Regions from separate parts of the Mus musculus genome. Here region 1 is linked to region 2. The links are chromatin contacts, called in public HiChIP or PLAC-seq maps. All regions are on one chromosome and are shown on one strand. The core of a region is the stretch at or near the end of the contact, and the rest is flanking DNA. Distances in the headings are between cores, read along the strand shown. Region 1 overlaps Gm36283 (predicted gene, 36283). Region 2 overlaps Pawr (PRKC, apoptosis, WT1, regulator).

Region 1 (4,357 bases), core at 336-2,835, 79 kb after region 2:
AGTGTCTGTGATGTGGTGGGTGGAGATTTACCGGGTGCTTTCTTAGAGGACTCGGACCGTGGACCTTGCCCACCTAGTCAAGCGCTGTTGCTCTGTGGCACATCCCGCATCCCTCCCAGGTGCCTTTGTTACGTTTCTTCTTCATGTGAAAGGATTGTGTCTACATCTTCTCTAGCCAGTCAATTATTACTTCCTCTAAATAACTAGACTTCCTTTTTAACTTGTGTGTGTGTGTGTACTCGAGAGCTTGCATGCGTGCGTGAGTGTGCATTCATGTGTGCACACACATGTATGTCTTCCTTCGACGTGTTTTGCCCTGCTGATGGAGTTCCCGTCCCCACCTCTTCCCTGTTTATAAGTCAACTGATGTCTTTTTCTTATTTCAGTTTTGTAACGCCAGCTATAAAAGTATTTCACGGGGCTGGTGAGATGGCTCAGTGGGTAAGAGCACCCGACTGCTCTTCCGAAGGTCCAGAGTTCAAATCCCAGCAACCACATGGTGGCTCACAACCATCCGTAACAAGATCTGACTCCCTCTTCTGGTGTGTCTGAAGACAGCTACAGTGTACTTACATAAAATAATAAATAAATCTTAAAAAATAAAAAAAAAAAAAAAAAAAAGTATTTCACAAAGATGAGGCTTGATTGTAAATTCACCCTGTCCCTTGCACTTACAACCTGAAACCCTCAAGACTGACAGACATTCGCTTTCTTTTTTTTCCCCCAAATAATTTTTTTATTAGACATTTTCTTTTCTTTACATTTCAAATGTTATCCCCTTTCCTAGTTTCCCCTCCAAAAACCGCCTATCCCATCCCCCCTCCCCCTGCTCATCAACCCACCCACTCCTGCTTCCCTGCCCTGGCATTCCCCTACACTGGGACATCGAGCCTTCATAGGACCAAGGGCCTCTCCTCCCATTCATGTCCAACAAGGCCATCTATCCTCTGCTATATATGCGGCAGGAGCCATGGGTCCTTCCATGTGTACTCTTTGGTTGGTGGTTTAGTCCCTGGGAGCTCTAGGAGTACTGGTTGGTTGATATTGTTGTTCCTCTTAAGGGGCTGCAAATCCCTTCAGCTCCTTCAGTCCTTTCTCTAACTCCTCCATTGAGGACCCTGTGCTCAGTCCAATGGTTGGCTGCAAGCATCCAACTCTGTATTTGTCAGGCTCTGGCAGAGCCTCTCAGGAGACAGCTATATCAGGCTCCTGTCAGCAAACACTTGTTGGAGCCATTCACTTTCTAAGCCATGCAACAGCCCTTTATGTCCTTAACGCTCATTGAATCAGTAGGTTTGTTTAGTTGGGGTTTATTCAGGTGTTGCTTTTTGCTTTTGACAGTGGTCCCCACACTCCATCCTGTCCCCACTTATAAACAGCAACAACAACAACAACAAAAAACACCCGTCTTATTGTTTCTCAAGCATGAATAAACAAAAAGAGGCAGAGCTAGTTTAAAAAAAGAAAAAGGAAATCTCGAGCACCCAGAAACTAAAGAATGTATTGAATGAAGCCTAGTTCTGCGAACGGTATTGATCCCAGTGATGGTGTCGCAGCAGATCTTGTTAGCCACAGCGTACACTACTGACCCGGTGTGGTTAGGATAGCCAGCCATCAGAGATTTGCCCTCTCTTCTTGTCACTGATACGCTGTGAAACTTGTGCAAGACAATTGATTTATTGTGTAACAGGTAAAATGACTACCTAATTTGGATTCGTGGTTCAGAGGGCCAGCAGTAAAGGAATGTAAGGAATTCACTGAATGTGGACACAGCGTTCTAAATACTAAACAAGGAAGCTTTAAAGGAGGGGGAGGGGAGGCCAGCCCTGCCTTGTCTCGTAAGATATTACATCAGGCGGTCCTGGAATTTTGGTTCTTTTTCTTTTCCCTTTTCAAAATTCCAACCCCATCAATGAATGTTAGGTACTATTTGAAATATTTTATAACTAATGAGTTCTTATTACTTATAAAATGTGGACACAGTTTTCTGCTTGTGTAACAGTAGCGTGTGAAAGAGACACAGAATCAGCAAAACAAAGGGAAACTCAGTAAATACTGCTAAAATAGGAATTAACATAGGGTTGTTTTTTTCCCCAATCTCCCTTTTGCCTACTGATGTGTTCAAGTAGTGAATATTTCTGCGCTGTTTATAGAACTCTGATGTATGTATGTGATTAGGTGTTCTTATGTGTTTAAATTTTGTTTTTAAGCCAAAAGAAACAGCTCTGCTTAAAAAAGCAAAACCGGAGATTAAGATGAAATAGAAATGTTTTGAATTTTAAGGAAGATTCCTGTCATGGTGTAGCATAGCAAATATAAACCCTAGCCAAAAGAACACAAAGGGTTAAATTTTAGTGTGTGTGTGTGTGTGTGTGTGTGTGTGTATCCACATGCCTTAGTGTATCTGTGGAGGTCAGAGGACAACTCTGAGTCTATTCTCCAATGTCACCTTTAGGGCCCAAAAATTAAAGTGAGGTTGCCATGCCTGTGAGCCAACACCTCTAACCTCAGAGCCCTATTGCTGGCCCAAGAGCTTAAAATTTAAACCACCCCATACAATAATGATCATATAGAAGATTTGATTCATGGCTAAGGGACTGTCATCTCCTTTTCTTGCACCTCTACTTCGTAATACAAAAAATGGTCATGATAGTATCTCCCTCATATTTTATAATATTTATAATATAAATGAATGAATGAATTCAGGTACATCTGCTGTCTGTGTTTTCTAGAAGAATTGGTGTTTATACTCAAAAGATGTTCATTTTTCCTAAGTTATGACTTGGGTTGGTTGTTTCCAGTCTTGCTTGAATTTTTTTTTTTTTTTTTGCATTCCTTCTTTGGTGTATAATCTCATTCTGTGACCCCCATCGTGGATTCCAGTAGGTCACACATTCGTGACTCAGGGAAGTCAGTAAATGAAACTTGATTTAGAACGGAGTTCATAGGTTGTATGGCTCACACTGGAATGAGCTTAGATTCAGCTACTTTTCCTTGGTTTAATCCATGTGGGCAGAATAGAAACAGCAAAGACAAACAAAAGCCAGGGCTATTCTCGTAGAATGACAAGTATAGTTAGGGCCAAAACTTAAATTATTCTTTATTTCTCCAGTCATCTGAGTTAGTGTTTGTTTTTCTAAATTTCCCAAGCCAAGATCTCTAGGCTTTTAGATGCTCCCGAGACAAGACACAGTACTTAACATAGTTCATGTTTTCAAATCTTTTCCAGGGCCCTACATATGGGTAGCCTCAATTTTTCAGAAACATTATCAACCAGGGAAGAAAATGAACGTTCAAATGCTAACGTTGCGTTCACATGATGGAGTCCCAGTCTTGAGTTTTCACACGTTCGCAGGAATGCGGAGGACTGCAGGAACACCCAACACCGTGGGGTTCCTTTAAGCTGAGCTTTTCTTCCCTGCACTTAATTGCGTCACGTGATGTGAGGGTCGGCTGTAGACTTAACCGAGGTACACAGAGTCCAGGAAATCCCCTTTCCGAGTTGGCTGCAGATATTTGAGTGAGATGGGAAACTGGTCAAAGTTGCTGGGCAAAACGGAAGCCATCAGAGAGATCCTTCGCTTAAAGGTTATGGGACCCTAGTGACACTGTTCCTGAAGGGAATTTCCTCTGCTGGGCTCTTACAAAGGAGACAAAGTTCCCGAGGCTGTCAGTAACATCTGTTCCCGAAGGCAATTGAATTTCTTCTTCTGGAAGTCAGTGTTTTCTTCTCTGACTAGAGCAGTGGTCCCCAACCTTCTTGATGCTCGGACCCTTTAATACAGTTCCTCATGTTGTGGCGATCTCCCCAACCATAAAATTATTTTGTTGCTACATTGTAACTGTAATTTTGCTACTGTGATAAATTGTCAAGTAAAGATCTGATATGCAGGATATCTGATATGCAGCCCCCCCCCCCCCCCCCCGTGGGGTCCAGACCCTCAGGTTGAGAAGCACTGGGCTAGTAAGTGCAAACTTAGCCTTCATTTAAAAGAGAAACGTTTCTTCGCATCACTTTTAACTTAGTATATGTTAGCTAACAAATTAAAAGGCTGAATTAAGGTGCCAAAAGTGAAGTTATTATAACACAGAAATTTACCAATATTTGACAGAGAGTTTGGCTTGCAGACCTCTGTCTCCCACCCAGTTGCCCGAGATCACTGTAATCTCTGTTGGGTGAGTTTTCCAAGGTGACAAAATGACTTCATCAGGATCCTCATTGCATCAGCTTTAGTCACTCCAAAAGCAGCAGAGGTAGCCCGGAACTGGTATATATTCTCCAGGAGCAAATCCCATTAGCAGAGAGAGCTTGAAAAAGTGTTAAGTGGCTCTGATGGCTGACGCGACACTGAAGTAG
Region 2 (4,293 bases), core at 40-2,539:
TGGTGGAGCTTGTCTGTACCCAGGAGGATTTAGGTTCATCCTTACCCGTAATTAGTTTTAGGCCAGCCTGCTCCAAAAAAGATACTCTGACCTTGAATCACATTTATGACTTTATTTGTTAATATCATGTTTAAAATGTTGATGATCCAAACCCAGACACTATGGCAGATCCAACAAGAGCTTGCTGACAGGAGTCTGATATAGCTGTCTCCTGAGAGGCTATCCAGTGCCTGGCAAATACAGAAGTGGATGCTCACAGTCATCCATTGGACAGAGCACAGGGTCCCCAAGTAACCAAGGAGCTGAAGGGGTCTGAAGCCCCATAGGAGGAACATCAATATGAACTAACCAGTACCCCCAGAGCTCCTTGGAGCTAAACCACCAATCAAAGAAAACACATGGTGGGACTTGTGGCTGTAGCTATATATGTAGCAGAGGATGGCCTAGTTGGTCATCAATGGGAGGGAAGGCCCTTGGTCCTGTGAAGGTTCTATGCCCCAGTATAGGGGAATGCAAGGACTGGGAATGGGAATGGGTGGGTTGGGGAATGGGAGGGTGGGGGGGGGAGATAGGGGATTTTAGGAAGGGAAACTAGGAAAGGGGATAACATTTGAAATGTAAATAAAATATCTAATAAAAAATGTTGATGATCTATAACATTTTTTCCAAAATAACCTGTGATCTCAAACATATCAAACTTATCTACTCAAATACTCAGCATTTGTTTACTGTCGTAAATACCTTCAGGGACATTTTCTTTTCTTTCTTTTTTTTTTTTTTTTTGACATTTTCTACTTTATATTTTCTGAGGATTTTTTTTTTTGTAATGAATTTTTTGTTGTTGTTTTGGGTTTTTTTTTTTTTGTTGTTTATTTGTTTTTTTTGAGACAGGGTTTCTCTGCATAGCTCTGGCTGTCCTGGAACTCACTCTGTAGACCAGGCTGGCCTCAAACTTCAGAAATCCGCCTGCCTCTGCCTCCCGAGTGCTGGGATTAAAGGCGTGTGCCACCACTGCCCGGCTTGTAATGCATTTGAAATCTCCTGCGAGTTAAAAGTACTGTAGTTAAGGGTTGCTGAGATGGCTCAGCAGTTAAGGGCACTTACACTCGAGCAAAGGACCTGAGTTGGCTTCCCAGCGTCTGTGACCGTCCTTAGCTCGACATTTTCATTCCTGTTAGCAAATGTCAGAATTTCTATAAGGTTTTTAATGCCTTGTGTATGTGTACTGCGCTGCTTTAGTCGCTATCAGCTGACAGACTCTTAGGTTGATTCAGTTAAATGGCTCAGTGTGAGAGCACAGGCCTGCTATGCTCCAGGGCAGGTGGCGGGTGGGGGCAGGGTAGAACGGAAGGGAGACGGGGAAGGGTTCTATTCTACCATTTGGAAGTCTGTTGTGAGCATGTAACTGTGCGTAAATCAGTGGGTTTCATGAGGGTGATGATATTTTAACCATATCATTCACCTTTTTAATGTTTTGTTTCATTAAGTAACACATATTGGCTGTACTGCTCAGTCTGAACTCTCCCTCCTCAAGGGGTGGCCCCAGTGGTCATAGTCCATTTAGATGGCACGCGAGCTTTTCAATGATGCCTCATGAAAAGTCGTAGGGATGAGAGGAGCAGAGCAGAGGGAGGGAGGGAGGGAGGTAGGGAGGGAGGGAGGGGCTTTACTCCTATGTGTGTAGATCCATGCAGTGTATTGTCTGCAAGCATCACAGTTAGCAGGCTTTTCTAGTTTTAAAAGAGCTTTCTGTGTGTGCATGTGTGTGTGTGTGTGTGTGTGTGTGTGTGTGTGTGTGTGTGTGTGTGTGTGTGTGTGAGTTCGTCAGATCTCCTGGAACTAGAGTTGTAAGTGGTCGAGAGCTACCTGGTGTGGGTGCTGGGAACTAAACCCTGGTTTTCTGCAAGAACAGCAAGTCTTCTAAACTCCTGAGAGGTTTCTCCAGCCCTTAAATGGAGCTTTCAAAGTTACATTTTAAATGTTCTTTTAGACCTATCTTTTTACTTTACCCATATTCCCAGAGATCTTTCTGTCAAGATTGTGATCATACAAGGTAATGGACTTGAAATCTTCTGCAAGTTAGAAACAGTGTATGGACTTAAGGGGCTGGCAGGACAGTTCAGTGGCCAAGAGCACTTGCTGCCCTTCGAGAGGACTTGAGTTTGGTTCCCAGCACCCCAGTCTGTACCTTTAATTGTGGCTCTAGAGGATCCACACCCTCTTCTGGCTTCTGAGAGACTCTGCACTGATATACACAGACCTATACACAGACAGACATACATACATACATACATACATACATACATACACACACATACTAAATTTATTTTTTTTTTAAATCTCAAAATTATACTTAAAGATGGAAATGTAAGATATTACAAGCAGACTCTTGCTTGCCTGTATTTTTATTCTTCATATTAACTGTGTCATCTGTATGGTCCCATCTTCTTAAAAACTACGAGCAAATGTTTTTGGCCATCCTATTAGATCTGTCTAGTCTAGCTGAGAGGAGAGAGGTCTAACATGAAATAGAATTTCATGTTCATCAGCTGGTGGCCGTGGATCTCATGAGGCACACACATCAGCTTCACTTGGGGCTGATGGTAAACCTCAAACAGTTCCCCGTTCAGTAAGCATCGATTGATGGACATTGATAATCTGCATCTCTGACTTGTTCCCCCAGTAATACAGTTGTTACTCCAGGGATATCCTTGGAGAACTAATCACATTATTTAAACCACCCGAGGCTAGAGCGATCCCTAGGGAGGAACCCTAGATACAAAAGCTGAGGGCAGAGTATGTGGAGTCAGTGGTAAAGTCCTGACCCGGACGAGCAGAAAGGATCTGAGAACTCAATGACGGGAAACAAAGCTTTGAAGTAAACTTAGGTTGTAGATGCCCGGAAAGCAGCAAGAGAGGTTTGTAGCCAGCTCGCTGGTCCCCTCTAAGCTTCCCTTGGAGAAGTGGGAACAGCAGATGGTAGTGGCCAAAGGAATATCATCTGGATTCATGACCAAAGGAACCTGTTAGCAATGAGAAGCCTCTAGCGGCTTCCCAGTGTTTTTCCTCATGTCTGAATGTGAGTCTTCTGGAGTCGCTGCCTGGCAGAGGCTGTTAGCACTTCTTATGAATGAATGTTAGACACAGTAGTTACTCCACTGATACATTTTTTTTACTTTTGCCAGATAACCTTAACGGGGAAAGGTTAATTCCTTTGGTGATACATTCTGATTTTGCTCATACAGTCAGTGTCAGAGTTTTGCTCTGATATGCGCGACCAAAGAGGAGGTGAATAAAGGCCTTCTGTCTGTCCTAATTGCTTAGCAGATTAGCTAGGCGCGAATGCCAGGAATTTGGAGCCTTCTTTCTGTTCACTGAAACCTTTGTTCTTCTCACTGGCCGTCTGATTCCTGAGCCACTCATAGCCTTTGAGCACCTGAAACATAGAAGAGTCTGGAGTGGAGCCATACTGTAACTGTAAAACAAACACCAGTTTTCTATGAAACAATGGTAATGATGAATTGATATTAGAGTTTTAAAAATTCTATTTAATATTTTACAAATTATAACACTAAAATATCTTATATATTGAGTTAAGTAAAATATGTTGTTAAGGGTAATTTTACTTTTCTTCCCCCTTTTTTTGTTTCTTTGTTTATTTGTTTTTGAGATGGTCTTGCTATGTAGCTGATTCGCGTGGCTTGGACATTGTTGTGTAGACCGGGCTGACCTCCAACTCATGGAGATCTGCCCACTTCTGCCTTCTGAGTGCTGGGACTAAAGGCACTCAAAAGTCACTACAGTTTGCTGCTGCTGTTGTTACTGCTGTTACTGCTGTTTCTCTTCCTCCTCTCCTCCTCTTCCTCTTCCCCCTCCTCCTCTTCCTCCTTCTCCTCTTCTTCCTTCTCCCTCTCCTCTTCTACTACTACAAATATGGCTACTAAAACATTTAAGATTATATGCATGACCTCCCTCCTACCACCCTCCTTCCCTTGGGCATGCAGCTCTTTTGTCCGGGGTCCCATGCATGCTTGCTAAGCACATGCTGTACTGCTGAGCTATAAGCCCATTGCCTTGGTCATTTGCTTCTACTAAACCCCAATGATTTAGAGACAGGAAAGCCATAGTAGCCGTATACAGCGTTTGATACTTTGACGATAGAAAGCATTATGTGGAAGGCAAAAGGCAGTCTGGATAGTGACATGTACAGTGTCATAAACAGTTAACAAAAATCAGTCATCTTGTCAGAAGTGACTGGCATATATCTTTCATTTTATTTTATTTTTTGGAGAC

The links. HiChIP or PLAC-seq counts read pairs in DNA pulled down with a chosen protein or histone mark.
Region 1: a contact with region 2 is called in an H3K27ac HiChIP or PLAC-seq map of embryonic stem cells, with 17 read pairs. The contact joins two enhancer-like sites. A contact is called at or near these places in 7 of 39 promoter capture datasets (embryonic stem cells, liver, second pharyngeal arch cranial neural crest and 2 more), 1 of 15 datasets of contacts at CTCF or cohesin (the NIH/3T3 cell line), 13 of 484 Hi-C or Micro-C datasets (the HPC-7 cell line, the MPC-11 cell line, embryonic fibroblasts and 6 more), 11 of 115 datasets of contacts at active chromatin or transcription factors (the NIH/3T3 cell line, differentiating embryonic stem cells, embryonic basal ganglia and 5 more) and 1 of 9 other capture datasets (embryonic stem cells).

The regions. Positions count from the first base shown.
Region 1 is chr10:108,430,701-108,435,057 of GRCm38.p6, forward strand. The region is part of intron 1 of Gm36283 (predicted gene, 36283); the gene reads left to right. Among named protein-coding and RNA genes, the nearest start is that of Gm36440, 12 kb to the right of the region's middle. Within about 2 kb of position 1,586, at least 46 of the 459 cell types and tissues checked have an H3K27ac peak or open chromatin away from gene starts, as enhancers often do. A contact at or near this core is called in differentiating embryonic stem cells, embryonic stem cells and trophoblast stem cells, where this site is marked.
Region 2 is chr10:108,351,837-108,356,129 of GRCm38.p6, forward strand. The region is part of intron 2 of Pawr (PRKC, apoptosis, WT1, regulator); the gene reads left to right. Among named protein-coding and RNA genes, the nearest start is that of Gm23105, 9.7 kb to the right of the region's middle. Within about 2 kb of position 1,290, at least 20 of the 459 cell types and tissues checked have an H3K27ac peak or open chromatin away from gene starts, as enhancers often do. A contact at or near this core is called in differentiating embryonic stem cells, embryonic stem cells and trophoblast stem cells, where this site is marked.